Regions from separate parts of the Mus musculus genome. Here regions 1, 2, 3 and 4 are each linked to region 5. The links are chromatin contacts, called in public Hi-C, HiChIP or PLAC-seq and promoter capture Hi-C maps. All regions are on one chromosome and are shown on one strand. Each heading gives the region's core, a stretch centred on a gene start, on an enhancer-like site or on the middle of the called end of the contact. The rest is flanking DNA. Distances are from core to core; before and after follow the strand shown.

What was found. Promoter capture Hi-C pulls out the DNA fragments that hold promoters and counts their contacts. A called contact is a pair of places that touch in the nucleus more often than the background predicts. HiChIP or PLAC-seq counts read pairs in DNA pulled down with a chosen protein or histone mark.
Region 1: a promoter capture Hi-C map of liver shows a contact between it and region 5, with 3 times the contacts expected there. The contact joins the promoter of Zfyve16 here to the promoter of Rps23 in region 5. A contact is called at or near these places in 4 of 39 promoter capture datasets (hippocampal neurons, liver and pre-B cells), 1 of 484 Hi-C or Micro-C datasets (CD4 T cells), 1 of 115 datasets of contacts at active chromatin or transcription factors (regulatory T cell precursor) and 2 of 9 other capture datasets (adipose tissue and liver).
Region 2: a contact with region 5 is called in an H3K27ac HiChIP or PLAC-seq map of embryonic stem cells, with 5 times the contacts expected there. The contact joins the promoter of Hapln1 here to the promoter of Rps23 in region 5. A contact is called at or near these places in 4 of 39 promoter capture datasets (the 3T3-L1 cell line, frontonasal cranial neural crest, liver and 1 more) and 3 of 115 datasets of contacts at active chromatin or transcription factors (bone marrow-derived dendritic cells, embryonic stem cells and stem cell-derived neural progenitor cells).
Region 3: a promoter capture Hi-C map of embryonic stem cells shows a contact between it and region 5, with 4 times the contacts expected there. The contact joins the promoter of Serinc5 here to the promoter of Rps23 in region 5. A contact is called at or near these places in 1 of 39 promoter capture datasets (embryonic stem cells) and 1 of 484 Hi-C or Micro-C datasets (CD4 T cells).
Region 4: a contact with region 5 is called in a Hi-C map of CD8 T cells, with 4 times the contacts expected there. The contact joins the promoter of Dhfr here to the promoter of Rps23 in region 5. A contact is called at or near these places in 12 of 39 promoter capture datasets (3T3-L1-derived adipocytes, the C10 cell line, the HPC-7 cell line and 9 more), 11 of 484 Hi-C or Micro-C datasets (B cells, CD4 T cells, CD8 T cells and 8 more), 4 of 115 datasets of contacts at active chromatin or transcription factors (astrocytes, embryonic stem cells, large pre-B cells and 1 more) and 2 of 9 other capture datasets (adipose tissue and liver).

What each region holds. Positions count from the first base shown.
Region 1 is chr13:92,529,544-92,532,243 of GRCm38.p6, reverse strand. It overlaps Zfyve16 (zinc finger, FYVE domain containing 16), which reads left to right and starts at 1,434. Exons shown (of 18, transcript NM_173392.4): 1 at 1,434-1,545.
Region 2 is chr13:89,539,330-89,542,029 of GRCm38.p6, reverse strand. Hapln1 (hyaluronan and proteoglycan link protein 1) reads right to left here and starts at 1,394. Exons shown (of 5, transcript NM_013500.4): 1 at 1,118-1,394. It overlaps Gm34699 (a long non-coding RNA gene), which reads left to right and starts at 2,361. Exons shown (of 8, transcript XR_382713.2): 1 at 2,361-2,474.
Region 3 is chr13:92,609,802-92,612,501 of GRCm38.p6, reverse strand. Serinc5 (serine incorporator 5) reads right to left here and starts at 1,364. Exons shown (of 12, transcript NM_172588.2): 1 at 1,215-1,364. The coding sequence starts at 1,241.
Region 4 is chr13:92,353,515-92,356,214 of GRCm38.p6, reverse strand. Dhfr (dihydrofolate reductase) reads right to left here and starts at 1,432. Exons shown (of 6, transcript NM_010049.3): 1 at 871-1,432; 2 at 516-565. The coding sequence starts at 956. Msh3 (mutS homolog 3) reads left to right here and starts at 1,212. Exons shown (of 24, transcript NM_010829.2): 1 at 1,212-1,452. The coding sequence starts at 1,315.
Region 5 is chr13:90,921,806-90,924,505 of GRCm38.p6, reverse strand. It overlaps Rps23 (ribosomal protein S23), which reads right to left and starts at 1,384. Exons shown (of 4, transcript NM_024175.3): 1 at 1,307-1,384; 2 at 760-919; 3 at 60-180. The coding sequence starts at 1,310.

The sequences.
Region 1 (2,700 bases), core at 185-2,684, 1.6 Mb before region 5:
AAAGACAGACAGACTGCTCTCCCTCTCAGGTCCCCATTGGTTTCTGTCTTTCCTTCTGGAAGTTCTGTCTTTACCTTGCTTCTCCTTACAGGTGTTCCTGGGGAGGGAATTTGGGCTACTGTACCTGGCTACTAAGCAGGTTCTTTCAAAAGTCCTACTTTATATGTGAATTTGTGTTAACTTATATCCACACCAGGATATGAGAGTATCCACACTATTCTCACCAATGAATTCATCTATAAATTAAGCAAATTGGTAAAACAGATTTATGGAGAATACACTGTTTCTGCTATATTAAGTTTGAACATCAATAAAATGTGGTAGACATGCTATTTTGTGAACTGATTTGCATATACTTTAAAATGTTGTTTTGTTCATTTAAAATAACTCTTATTTGTCCTTACATTGTACTATATACTTTTGCCCCTAATTTGTATGCACAAGCCACTGCTTCTGAATTGAGGTTCCAAAAAGACGACGGCCCCATTTTATCTGTGACAGTGTCCAACGTATAAAAGTGAAAATACACACTGTACTTTGTAGAATTATTCTTATATTTTTGGTTGTGAGACTAGCCTTTAACGGCTGAGCCATCTCTCCAGCCCTTGTGGAATTATTCTTAAGATTAATTAGCTAATGTAAGCGAAGCATCTCTTTTGCATTGTCTGTCAAAGAACAGGCCAGTCACCTTACACAACCAAAAGTTTTGCTCTTGGCAAAAATCAGAGTTTAGAAGGGGAACCAGAAGTAGAGATGCAGAATCTCTGAAAGATAAACTACAGTTGCCAATTACTGAATTGAGGACCTGAGCTCTGACTGTGAAGTCTCTTGAGTACAAATCACAGCAGCGATAACGCTTGTAATCTCTCGAAAGCCTAGGCGAGCCAGCAGTCCCCAAGCTGGTCCGGATACTAATTTTCTCTTCGCTCTCTTTGAATTTTAGAAAACTCGTGGTGAAAATGCGAAGGCCGAAGCAGAGAGCGCGCGCGAGGCATCGGGCATCTCCTTCCGAGAGGGTAGCTGGCTTCTGGTTTTAGACAGCAGCCGCTCTGGAGGCTACAGAGGGTTGGAAATGCAGAAGTACAGCCAGAAGTGCAGGGCGGCGTCGGCCAATCCGCTCACCCAAGGACCGGCATTTAGGAGCTGCCCGGAGGTGAGATACAGTGTCGGCCGCTGGATTTGGCTGGTGCAAACCGGAGTGCCGGGTCAGCTGAGCTGTGGCACTAGTCACCTCCTGAGGCCAGCAGAAGAGCGTCCTTGGAACAGCGTCCGAGCGCAGGATCCCAACGGAGTCGCCTGGCCACTTCCGGCGCGCCCGCGTGGACTGGCTCGGACCCGAGCAGCGCGCATGCGCATAGATCAAGCCTCCCGGAGGGGGCGTGGCAGCGGGAAGCATTCTCTGCGCCTGCGCCCTTCTCTGCTAGGTCGGCTGGGGACGAGCTCTAGGCTGGCGTCGCGCTGTCCTGGGTGTCGTGGCCGGGTTACTCTTCACGCCTCACTGCGGCGTCGCGTCGAGTCCCCGAGAGCTCGGCGGGGTGTGGGGAGGTAAGAGCCTCGGAGCCGCCACCGGCCTCTCCTCAGCGTACTGCGGGCGGAGGGGCGGGGCGGCCTCGGACTCGCTAGGCTGCGACGGCCCGGCCTCGCCTTCCTCCGGGACCCGCCTGCCACCCTGGGCTCTGTGCGGCCGAGATACCCGACCCCATCGCGGGCTGGGCTGGGCCGGGTCGGGCCGCACTGGATCCCGCGAGTCCCCGCGGCGCCTGTTGTCGCCGCCTCCTCCGTTTCACTGATGCCTCAGTGTTCGCTCGCTGTCTTTGGTGCCTCTGAAGAGATGACCTTAACTTTTAACAGTTAACCTGTTTGTGCGACCGTGATTGCAATTTGTTACATTCCAGACTCATGTTCTTGGTTAGCCATGTCAGAAAACCAGCCCGTAAATTTAAATATTAACTTCATCTTTTAATTCAAAGAATAAGTTGGTGATGTCATCCGGTTCCGTCACTTACTCGGCTGAGTTTGGCATTTCTCGAGTTGGCAAAAGTTTAGTGGTTTGATCGTGTCTGTCCGATTTTTCACATAACTTCTTTTTTCCCCCTTCTCTTTGATATTAAACTACACATTTAGTGGCAAGCTATTTAAAAATTAGAGGAGGGAATTAGGAATGAGCTAGTCACCATTCCACCGTGCAAAAGTAACCAGCCGCTTACCATTTTGACATTTTTCTTTGTCCTTTTTTTTTTTTTTTTTTTTTTTTTTTGGCCCCTGTTGCATTTTAAACTTAAAATGATAAGAGTGTTGCTCACCTTTCCCATGTTTTTAAAAGCTGTACACATATACCCATTACATTTTTTTACTATACACATAATAATATGAGCAAAAACAATCTTTTGAAGTAGCTACCTTACAAATAAAACTAATTTTTTTGTCCCCAGTCATAATGCCAATTACACATAGTATCCTATATGGTTGAAGATAATGACAATTGAAAAATATTCAAGAAAATGTAATTGTTAATGCAGAATATTTACCATTTTGAAAATTAAAACTCTGGAAATTCTTTTTTTTCTTCACATATTCACTTAAAAATAGTCATACAATGAAGCAAATACTTTATTATATTAAAAAATCTTGGTTGTTTTTAAATTCTAATTCTAATGTACATTGAACATTTTCTTCATGATCATATTACTGTCTTTCACA
Region 2 (2,700 bases), core at 145-2,644, 1.4 Mb after region 5:
TTTTCATTAGATAATAGTTCTACTTTATATCATTAAAATGTGTATAACATTACTCAAAACTTAGCATACTGAAATAATCAAATAGAAATGGTTACCAGAAAGTACATTTGGAATGAATAAATATTACATTTACTAGGAAATTAATTCACAGACTTTATTTCTTAATAACCATTCGGTTCTAAGAAGCCAGCCAGTATGTTTGATTTCATGACATCATACTGGACCACTTACAGGAACATTTTCCACCCTCAAACTCCCCAAATGTACTGGCTACCTTGTGTACTTTTCCAGTGATAAATGAAAATAAAACAACTTATTTTCAAATGAACAGACTGTATTATTTGGACACAACAGGCATATTCAACAGAAGAGGACAACTTAATCCAACCCTAGGACTACAGGTTTGCTTTCATTAATGAGTAGCTTCAACGTGCAAATAAGTCCTTTGGGCAACTTTTTAAAAAGTGTTCTTAACAGCTACGGTTTGGAATACTTTTAGGACATTGATATTGTCCATTGACAAATTAAAAAAAAAAAAAAAAACTCCTAACAAAAAACCCAATGCATTATAATTATCTGTTCCTAACTTTAAAATTACTCAGAATTTTAGAATTACCCACAATCTGACGTTTCAAAGGCTGTTAATCTAATAGGTATTAGCTATAATGGAAGTAACTTTCTTTTTCACGTAAACCTATACATCCCCTCAGAGAGAAGTCGTAACTCTGGGATGGACATTCTCATTGCACAGTTCATCCGCACTCTGTACCCCTTACTCTCATCTCGGCTGCTATAAAACTGCCTGTTGAAGTACAGATGGAAAAGCCACCGTTTGAAACCGTGTGCCTTTCAGATTAATAGCAACAGTTGCAAAAGCTAGGAAAACTTGAGTTAATTCTTTCTTCACGTCTAGACTGAACCTGTTTATTGCGATGCTATTTTATCTGACAATAGTTTTAAAAAGTGGAGGTGCTATGTTAAATAAAGACTGAAGAAAACAAGAAAATTTGTTTACTCCGTACATACATTATATGCGCAGTGCTATGAAATATATAAGGCACCAAGATATGTCTGAAAGAGGGGGAAACCCACCAAACAGAAATGATGGAAGTTTTACCTTGTCCTGAATTCCAGTTCAGAAGCTGAGTCCCACTTAGCTGGGAGCTGGAGATGAAGTGAGCTAGTGCTCGTCCTGACCTTAAGTTTGTCTCTGGGCGAGTGCGGTGTGGGTGTGGGTGTGGGTATGGGTGTGTGTGTCCGAGCGCGTGTGTGCAGAATGTCTCTTTGTGGTGTTGGATGGCAGAGGTCCTGATCCGAGGATAAAGGAGCCACTTCTCACCAAGAGCAGAAGAAAGGCAAAGCGTCACCAGGAGACTTCTCCTCCCAGATCCTCTAATTACAGCCTAACTGCACTCCATGCAAACTTCAGGGGGGGAAGGGAGGGGCAGCTCTGTGCCCAGACCTTGTAAAACAGCAGTCTCTTAGATGACTCCCTCTGCTCAGATCCGGAGGATTCAGCTCTGGAGTTCAGGAAAAGCAGCAGGCCCAACCACAAGCCCCCACCCACACTGTACCTCCTGTTGCCTGTCTACTCTGGGTTATGTCCACAGGAGGTGCCACTCGGGATCTGTGGGATGAATTGTAGCCTCTACTGACTTTCCTACACAATTTGTCACCTTGTAGTTTGGGTATCTAAGCATCGGAGAGGTTTTCCCCCTACAGACAAGAGGGACAACTGAGCACCTAACTTTTACCCAGATTGCTTGTTTTGCCCAAATTGTTGGCTGCGGGACTCAGTATCTGTGTTGGATTAAATTTCCTTTAACCCACAACTGCTATTGTGTCCTTAGATGATAGTGCCTAAGAACCTGAGTTTATTTATAGAGTGAGGAATGCAAGGGGGAGTCTGGGTGGGTGGGGTTGGGTTATAGATCCACATTCAGGATTAGAACCAGATGTCACAGGACCAGGACATGGGCGCGCGCGCGTGTACGTGTGTGTACACACACACACACACACACACACACACACACACACACACACACACACACACACACTTAAAATAACTACTGGGGAAGATGATGGGACACGCGGGAAAACGCCTCCTGAACAAATAGACATTTATTTATAACTCGAGGGAGAGTATATAGGTCCATTGATTCCTGCCTTGAGTAGCCAAGGGGTTTGGAGAGGAAACGGCTTCGCATTTCAAAAACAGAGCCACCTTTGATTGGGCCTAGGAAAGGCGGAAAAGAAAGGAAAAAAAAAAAAAAAAAAAAAAGCACGCTGCAGGAAGCAAACAGCTGCTGAAGCGGCGGGGCAGGGAACTGATCTGGCATCTGGGCTGAGGAAGAGCAAACAAGCTCTAGAGGCCCACAGGGAGGGAGGGGGAGAGAATCACTGCCTGAGAGCAGGCGTAGTGCGGTGGACCCGGGCCCTGGGCAGCATCCCAGGCACTCCGCGGACCACTGCAGGTAGCCAGGGGATCGCCGGGGAGAAGGCGGTTCATCACTTCGGGGATCATTCGGTTCATCACTTCGGAGATCATAGCTTGGGGGCAGAGGGGCGCGGAGAGGGTGTAGGGACCAGGGGCAAAGAGACTGGTACTCCAGACTCTTGGCAGATAAACTAGTGAGGCAGGCTGGAAGGAGGGTGACTGGGGACTCCGGGTCGGGTAGGTGACTGGGCAGAAGCGCTGAA
Region 3 (2,700 bases), core at 115-2,614, 1.7 Mb before region 5:
ACTTGGAGGTGCTGCTCAAAGAGCACTTGCCTAGAACTTACAGCACCAGCAAAGAGAGAGAGAGAGAGAGAGAGAGAGAGAGAGAGAGAGAGAATGAATATTTGCAATTTTCTGAAAACAATCTTTTCTGCCCCTCTTGGTCTAAAAAGCCTGAATGGGTCATATTCCTTCGTCCTTCCTTTCCAGACATTGAGGGGACGGGCATCATTTTACTCAAACCAAAAAGCCCCACTTTCCTCATTTCTGAAAAATGCCAGCTTGACATACAGGGCCACCTCTAAGAGGACAGGACTACTATAGGCCACTAAACCTGATGGGTCCAGAGACACAGCTTAACCCCCTACAGCACGTACAGCTGGCTCCCATTGTCCTGACGTTCAAAGTAAACAAGACCAGTCCTGCACCTGAATGCCCACCCACCGCGATCAGATTCGAGGTTTTGTTTTTGTTTTTTATAACCCCTTAAAACCTAACAAAAAGACAACATGGGAGAAAGACATCCAGATGGCTTTACCTAGTTCGCTGTTGTTTTTCTAACCCTGCAGGAAAAAAAAGGGAAATTAGCATTAAAGGGCTAAAACCTAATAATTCTCTCCAGTTAGGAGCCTCCTATGGCTTGGATATCGTGAATTTAACTGGCAAGATTACAAAACAGGTTCCAGCAAGATGAGTTGCAAAGAAGGGAGCGAAGGCTCGTGCCCAGTCAGGGTTGGGTAGGGTCCGGTCGGTAAACCCATAAAGCAGGGCTGAGCCTTCCCTGTGCCTAGACTTGTGTCCGGGAGTTTGCAAATCGGATATCCAGACGTTCTCGTGAATACAGAGCCCCATGTTCTAGACCTGGAGATGCCAAACGCGGCCGCCCTGCTCGGACTGACCAGTTGTGCTCGGAGTACAGAAACAGAGATCTTGTCCAACCCCACGTTTTTCCTGGATTTATCCCACAGGCAGTGCAGTGGCAGGAGAGCTACGGAACTCAGAGCCACTACTCGAGGCTTCGACCGGAGGTGACACGTCCTGGGAACCGATGGGATCCTCAGCTCCAGACCCGCTCGCCCTGCCAGCCCGGAATCCCGGAGGCCGAACACCGAGGTCGCTGGGGTTGCCTCTCGGGCTTCCCCGCGTCCCTTCCCGCCCACAGGGTTTCCAGAACTCGAGCTTGGCTCGCGTCGGTGTCCGCGATTCTGATAACCCGCGCGGCAGCCCGCCTCGCTCACCTGGCCAGCACAGCACCGGGCAGACATCACCGCGGCCGACGACCTCGCCTCGGGGACGCTGCCCGCTGGGCCCGTCACTCGGGCCCTCTCGGCTTGGTCCGCGAGCGCGCGACTGAAGAAGCTCGTCTTGCTTCCTATCCCCGAGCCCAGCAGCCCAGCTGAGAGCCCCGTACCCTGGCCCGAAAACAACCGCCGCCAAGCCCCGCCCCACAGGCTCCGCCCTAAGACCGCCCCGAGTGTAGGTTCCGCCCCATATCCTAGGCCCCGCCCCTTGAGCGGCCCGGCGGATGGCTATGGCCCCGCCCCTTTCCGGGCAGCACAGTGGGCTTCTTCCTCTCTGGCACTTCCGCCGGAGTTAGACCAAGGGAATGCAGTCTTTACAAGCTCTCGGGTTTTACTGACCCGCCGGGTTTCGCGGCGCTCCTCCGCCCCGGATCCAGTAAACTAGATCCGCTTGCCTTTGGTAGTTAAAACCGTAGCCCTAGAGGAAGACTCCCTCCCGAATGCCCTGCGCTGGTCCCTCCACGAGGGCGCCACTGGTATGGGACTGCGATCGCCTTACTCCTCAGGCATCTACCAGATCCACGTTCGGGAAACCCCTCTGTTCCCGCACCCCCTCAGATGCCAGGTCTCCCCAGGCGCCTAGCTGTTCCACCTGCTGTTCCCGCGGAACTCTGACCGAGAGTCGATCTGGGAACCTAGGTTGGGGTCCTAGTTGCCTCTCAGCTGACCCACGTTGAAAGGAGGATTCCAACATTTGCTTGTTGGATGCCAAGGGAGTGCCAAGTTTTGCTCTCTACCTGAATCTCTTCTCACGGTTACTTCAAATGTAAAACCATTTCTGTTAGTATGATTTTTACACCAATGCCTTTTTGGTTGGAAGAGTATTTCAGATAAACATTGCTGTACCCGTGTGAGGAAAGTGACAGCGGATAAGTAACTTGAATAGCTTGCCTAAAGCCTTGGGAAGTGAAAACGCCTAGCTGACAATCCTAGCCTAGCGTCTGATCCTCAGGCACAAAACCCAGGACTTGACCTTCCCTGGACAGAGCCTTTGCCTATAGTGTCTTGGGAACTTTAGGAGATAGAAACTAAAAAAAACTGTTTTTGATAATCCGTGCTTTAGTTATTACCAACGCTGAATCTTCTGGCGTCTTAGATCCAGGAGTTTAGAGTAACACACACAACCGAGCCCTACTTGGCGGTTAAGAAAAGTTATGAAGACAGTGGCTGTAACTAAAAATAAGAAGGTGTGGGAGGAGCAACCTGCTGGGTGGCAGCCTGTAACTCAGAGCCAGGACCTCCGCAGGGCTTCACAGCGAGCTCCATTGTTTGCTGCAGGGCGGTCACTAGACTTAGAACTTCAGCCCCTGGGGAAACCGGTCTGACACCAAGAGTTTGTCTTTGTGGGAACCGACCAAGAGGTGGGGGAGGGGGGTAAACTGTCCAAACCTTTGAGCTGGAACTTACCCACTCTTTTAGGAGA
Region 4 (2,700 bases), core at 183-2,682, 1.4 Mb before region 5:
AGCAAACATGTCTGTTAGGAAGAATTACAGCGAATGTCCTTACAATCACAAGTAATGGGAAACTGCCTTATAATTATTGCACACCACTCCCCATTCTTTTAAAGTCAGTCACCCAGACTGCCTCACTGAAGACCACAGCCTTCATCCCACCGTGTCTTCCTAAAGCCAACAGATTTAAATTATTTTTAGCCTCTTCTCCCCTGCATTTTTCTCCATTTACTCAAGTCTTCTGTCTTTCAGTAACAATTCTAAATACCGGCTCAGGTCTCTATTCAAAGTGCTAAATTTTGCTGCCGATTCTGCCCAGTTATATTCGAGCTATATGCACTTGCTAACAAAATTTCAAACATAGAGTATTCTAAGAGGATGTTTAATAAAATCTGGGAATCGCACAAAAATTTCTAGCAAGAAACAGAGATCCCAGATTCCCAGGGGAGACTTTCTACTCATACCTCTACCATGTAAATCTTGCTTCAAGCAAACATAATTCTCATGACTTAATTACTCTACATTACCTTCCACTGAAGAGGTTGTGGTCATTCTTTGGAAGTACTTGAACTCGTTCCTGAAAGTTAGAGAAACAGTTAACCCGTCATGTATGCTCAGGCTCCATTCAGCGACGAAAGGTGCAAGTCCGGTGTGGGTGTGGGGGGTGGTGTTGCTGCCCGCTCAAGGACAGGACTTTGCTCCCGGCCAGGGAGCCTGTGAGCAAAGGCTGGCACAGCAGGGGGATCACCGCGGGAACCGGTAGCTTGGTCTCTGGCTGAGGCCGGTAGGCCTACCGCTCACGCCCGTCCCGCGCGTCCAAGCCAAGTGCATGACCCTACTCAGTGAACCGCCTCAGTTTCCCGAGCCCAGCCCGGCCAATACCTGAGCGGAGGCCAGGGTAGGTCTCCGTTCTTGCCAATCCCCATATTTTGGGACACGGCGACGATGCAGTTCAATGGTCGAACCATGATGGCAGCGGGGATAAAATCCTACCAGCCTTCACGCTAGGATTGCCGTCAAGTTTGGCGCGAAATCGCAGCCCTGAGCTGTGTACCACTTGCGCAGCTTAGGCCCCGCCCCCACCAAGGCCCGCCGCGCATCCTATTTGTGCAGCTAAGGCTCCGCCCCTACCAAGGCCCGCCGCGCATCCTATTTGTGCAGCTAAGGCCCCGCCCCCACCAAGGCCCGCCGCGCATTCTATTTGTGTAGCTAAGGCTCCGCCCCCAAGGCCGGTCCCGCACAGGTTGAGGCGTGCGCGCGCGCAGGCGCGAGAAAGTGCGGCCGCGCGCTCGCGCTCCTAGCAGGCCGGCTCTTCTGCACACTGCAATGCCCCGCGGGAAATCCGCGTCGGGAGGCTCTACTGCCGCCGGCCCAGGCCCGGGGAGGCAAACGGTTCTAAGCCGGTTCTTCAGGTCTGCGGGAAGCCTAAGATCCAGCGCGTCCTCCACGGAGCCAGCAGAGAAGGTAAAGTACGGCTCCGCGGCGCCCCTAGCGTCCACCTAGGCGAAGGCCGTCCCGGGCGGGTTCTGTCTGGGACGGGGCGGAGCTAGAGGGCGGGGTGGGGCCGGACCGCTAGGGGCGGGGTCAGGGTGGGGCGGGTGCGTAGCCGTCGTGGCCGGAAGCGGAGGCCTTATGGAGAGCTTATTAATGGTGGGTAGGGCTAAGGGGCGGGGCCAGGGAAGGCTTAAGGTGGCGGCTTCTTCTGGTCCTTGTTTTAGTTGACTTTTTTACCCGACCAGCGGTAATAGATTTGAGGTCTTGGTGCTTCCAGTCGGTAGCCGGAACCCGAGCCAGAAACTTCTATCGTGGTGAATGGCGAGGACTGGCCGGCCGGCCCAGGATGCGTTTTTTAACCTCTGTTCTTCATTCTTTCCTTTACATTTTCCCTACTGTATTGATGGTTGAAGAGGAGCTTTATTTACATATGCTTGCTTGGCTGACTAGAAGAAAGCTGTCATTAAGGCTAGTTTCTCAGAATTCAAAACCATGTGCTCTGTCTTTCTGATCCCCGTGCCAGAATATCGTTTTACTGTACAGATTTCCAGTGTAAGCATTTAGATGGATGAAGTTTCTGTACATGCTTATAGTTGGCTACTTCCTGTTGCTTGCAGCCCATCAGATAGTTCAAAGCAAAGCAAAGAGAAACAAAACCAAAACCCCATCGTGATACTGCCACAAACACAGGCCCAAGGATGTTTCCCACACTAGCTGGCAATGTGTCACACTTGTTCAGGGTGAGTTAAGGCCTCGGTCATTTCCCAGACTGAAGATGTAGAAGGTGATTGTAACGGGCATCTCCTGTATTTTACTGCAGTTGCAAATCAGTTTAAGAATCTTAACCCATTTCATTTATATTTCTTTCCAATACTGACTAATGCTCTACTCTCTCTTTTTAAGGCTTTTTTTTTATTTCTGTACATTCACTAAGATTCATTTTGCACTCACCACTGAGAGGATATTAGGCAAAAGTTTTAAGTTTTTCATAGATTATCTGCCAACAGATAGTCTCAGGACATCTTTTAATAGTGAATGGAAGCTTTGAAACAGGAAATACATTGGTCGTTTATTACTCCTCTTCCTTCTATAATTTTGCATTTTGAAAATAGATTTTTTAAAATTGATCTTGTAGAAGTATTTTATTTAACATATGAGTAGGAAAGTAGAGAATTCCACATAATTTTAGTAGAATGTGAGGTAATGAGAGACTGTTCC
Region 5 (2,700 bases), core at 135-2,634:
AGTGGCAATTAAAATACCCACCTGGCAAATTAAATATTAAAAGAAATAAAATAAGTCACCTCAATGAAGTTCAGGCAGCCATCATTGGGCACGAACGCTGTGATCTTCTTCCCGTTCTTAATGAGCTGCACCCTGACGCACTTCCTGATGGCAGAATTTGGCTGTTTGGCCTCAACCCCTCTGCAATATCAATGGCACATGTGAAGTCAGTAAGGTTTTTAAAATTCGATTAAGAATAAAAGTAGAAGCAGCTCCTAGTCAATCCAGTCTCAAATCCTGCAGATGCCACTATTTTAATGAAGTTTTTACAGGCAAAATCGAACTTTAGCGCCACTGGAGTGGTAAAAATGAGGATTCAAACTCTTGTTGCGAAATTTGTGAACGCCACACACAAAAAAAAAAAATCATCACTCTAAAAAGCCAATGCACCAGAAACATGCCAGAAAAGGAATTTTCTCAACTCCAAAAAGATACTAAGAATGTACCAGCTGCTTAAGGTATAGCCCCCCCCCCAACTGTTCAATGTATGCTTTAGTATGTACTATATTACTTTTACTTCTTCCATTCCTTCCAGACTACAGCCGAAATTAAAAACTTTAGTAATCTCATCCCTGGCCGAACATAAACAAGCACATTTCCCATTTTTTCCTTATAAAAACCCCAACCAACGCAGGCTCAGGATCTTTTGCGACTTTTGAAGAACTACTTCGTTCTCAACTACGGTAAACCATCGCTTCTAGCGCGCAGCTTTTGACTTACACTTTTTCCAGCACAATTCCCTTTGCATGAGAGGCACCCCCAAACGGATTGGCCTTCAGGGCTGTGCCCAAGTGGGCTTTCTTGTACTGTTTGTCATGCCACTTCTGGTCCCGTCGGTGACTGCGGAGCTTCCGGGCAGTTCGGAGACCACGACACTTGCCTAAAAAACACACATCACTGAATGCTCCGCAAACCGAGCCCGCGCTTCCGCACACGAGCTTCAGCAGAAGGGACGTTTGCGCCAGAGACCTGTGGCTCCTCTTAGCACGTGGGCCAATTACCCTCGAAATCCCCTAACTCGGAGCTGCACACAAACCCAGGCTGGGGCCTTTACGCTTACTTAAATTTCCAGGGTAATGGGTCCCGGCAAGGCCGCCCGAAGGCCGCAGGAACTCTTCCGTATGGCCACGTGCCCGCGGGACGGCGCCCCTTCTCCCGACCTCCGCCCGGTTACAGCCCTACTCTCCGCTCTATCTCCCCACGATAGGCCGTATCCCGAGCTCTAGAGCCCTGCGGCGGCCCCTCAGCCCAGCCCCGCACAGCTCACCCATCTTGCCGGCGCCACGGGCCCAAGAGAAAGAGAGAGGAGGTGCAGGAAGGACCCACAAGGCATTGCGGGAAGCCCCGCCCAGCCGAAGGCCCCGTGCGGCTGTCCAAGCGGCGCCTGTACCGGGGAGTGTGTGGGTGGAGGAAACGATTCAGTGCCTCCACTTTTGTGAGACACAGAGTTTTGTTTAATATGTATCAAATCCAAAGCAATTTCATTTACGCTGTTATTTCCTTTTCAGGCAAATGACAAGGCTAGAGGAATACGGACTACCAATCCCAGAAATCTTTGCGCTAACTGCTCACTGCGCAGGCGTCCTCTGCAACTCCCTCAACCCACCCCCCCACCCCCCCACACCTCAGGCCCAGGGCTGGGCGGTGCTAATTCGGAAAGGGCGGAGCGGGGTGGGGCTGGACGGAGTAGGAGGTTCCCAGCGTCAGTAAATTGTAAATTTTAGTGAGGCAATGATTCAGTGATGAAAAATCGATTATTTTTGTTGTTGTTGTTTCTAGCCAGACTTGAGCTTTAAACAGTGAGCTGACATTTGTTGGTTGTGCGTCCTTGCTTAATTCTAGTACCTTTACAACCCGAATCTTTCCTGTAGTTTTTCTGGGATGTTGAGTCACATAAAAATGAAAATTTTAATGTCTTTGCACTGGATATTTGGCAGTTAAGAGAACGAAGATTTTTCTCGTTAAGTTTATATTCTAGGTAAAGGGACAGAGCCTATAAATATAAAAAAATATCTTTACACACTGACAAATGTTATAGAAAAATGAAGCTTTTTAGTGAAGGGGTGGACTTTAAGAAGGTATCCCTGTAGGTTACATTTGAGCTGGGAGCCTATATTTAGCATAGGATACAGCCTTCCAGAAGTGAAAGGTGGTTCTCTTGTCAATTGAACTGAGAGATTAAAAAAAAAAAGCAACAGTGGTTCTGAAAGCCTGGGCATTACAGAACTTTACAGCTGGGCATGGTGGTGCATGCCTTTAATCCCAGCACTTGAGAGGCAGAGGCAGGTGAATTCCTGAGTTTGAAGCCAGCCTGGTCTACAGAGTGAGTTCCAGGACAGCCAGGGCTACACAGAGAAACCCTGTCTCAAAAACAACCAAACAACCAAACAAACCAAACAAACAGAACTTTACCGCAGTAAAGCCTTCTGAAACTCTCCTCTGATATTAAATCTTTAGATTTAAGCTGGGGATTCTTTTTTTTTTTTTTTTTTTTTTTTTAGATCTGTTTATTTTATGTATGTAAGTACACTGTAGCTCTACAGATGGATGTGAGCCTTCATGTGGTTGTTGGGAATTGAATTTTAGGACCTCTGCTCCCCGGTCGGCCCTGCTTGCTTGGGTCAACTCCATTTGCTCAGTCCCTGCTCTCTCAGGCCCAAA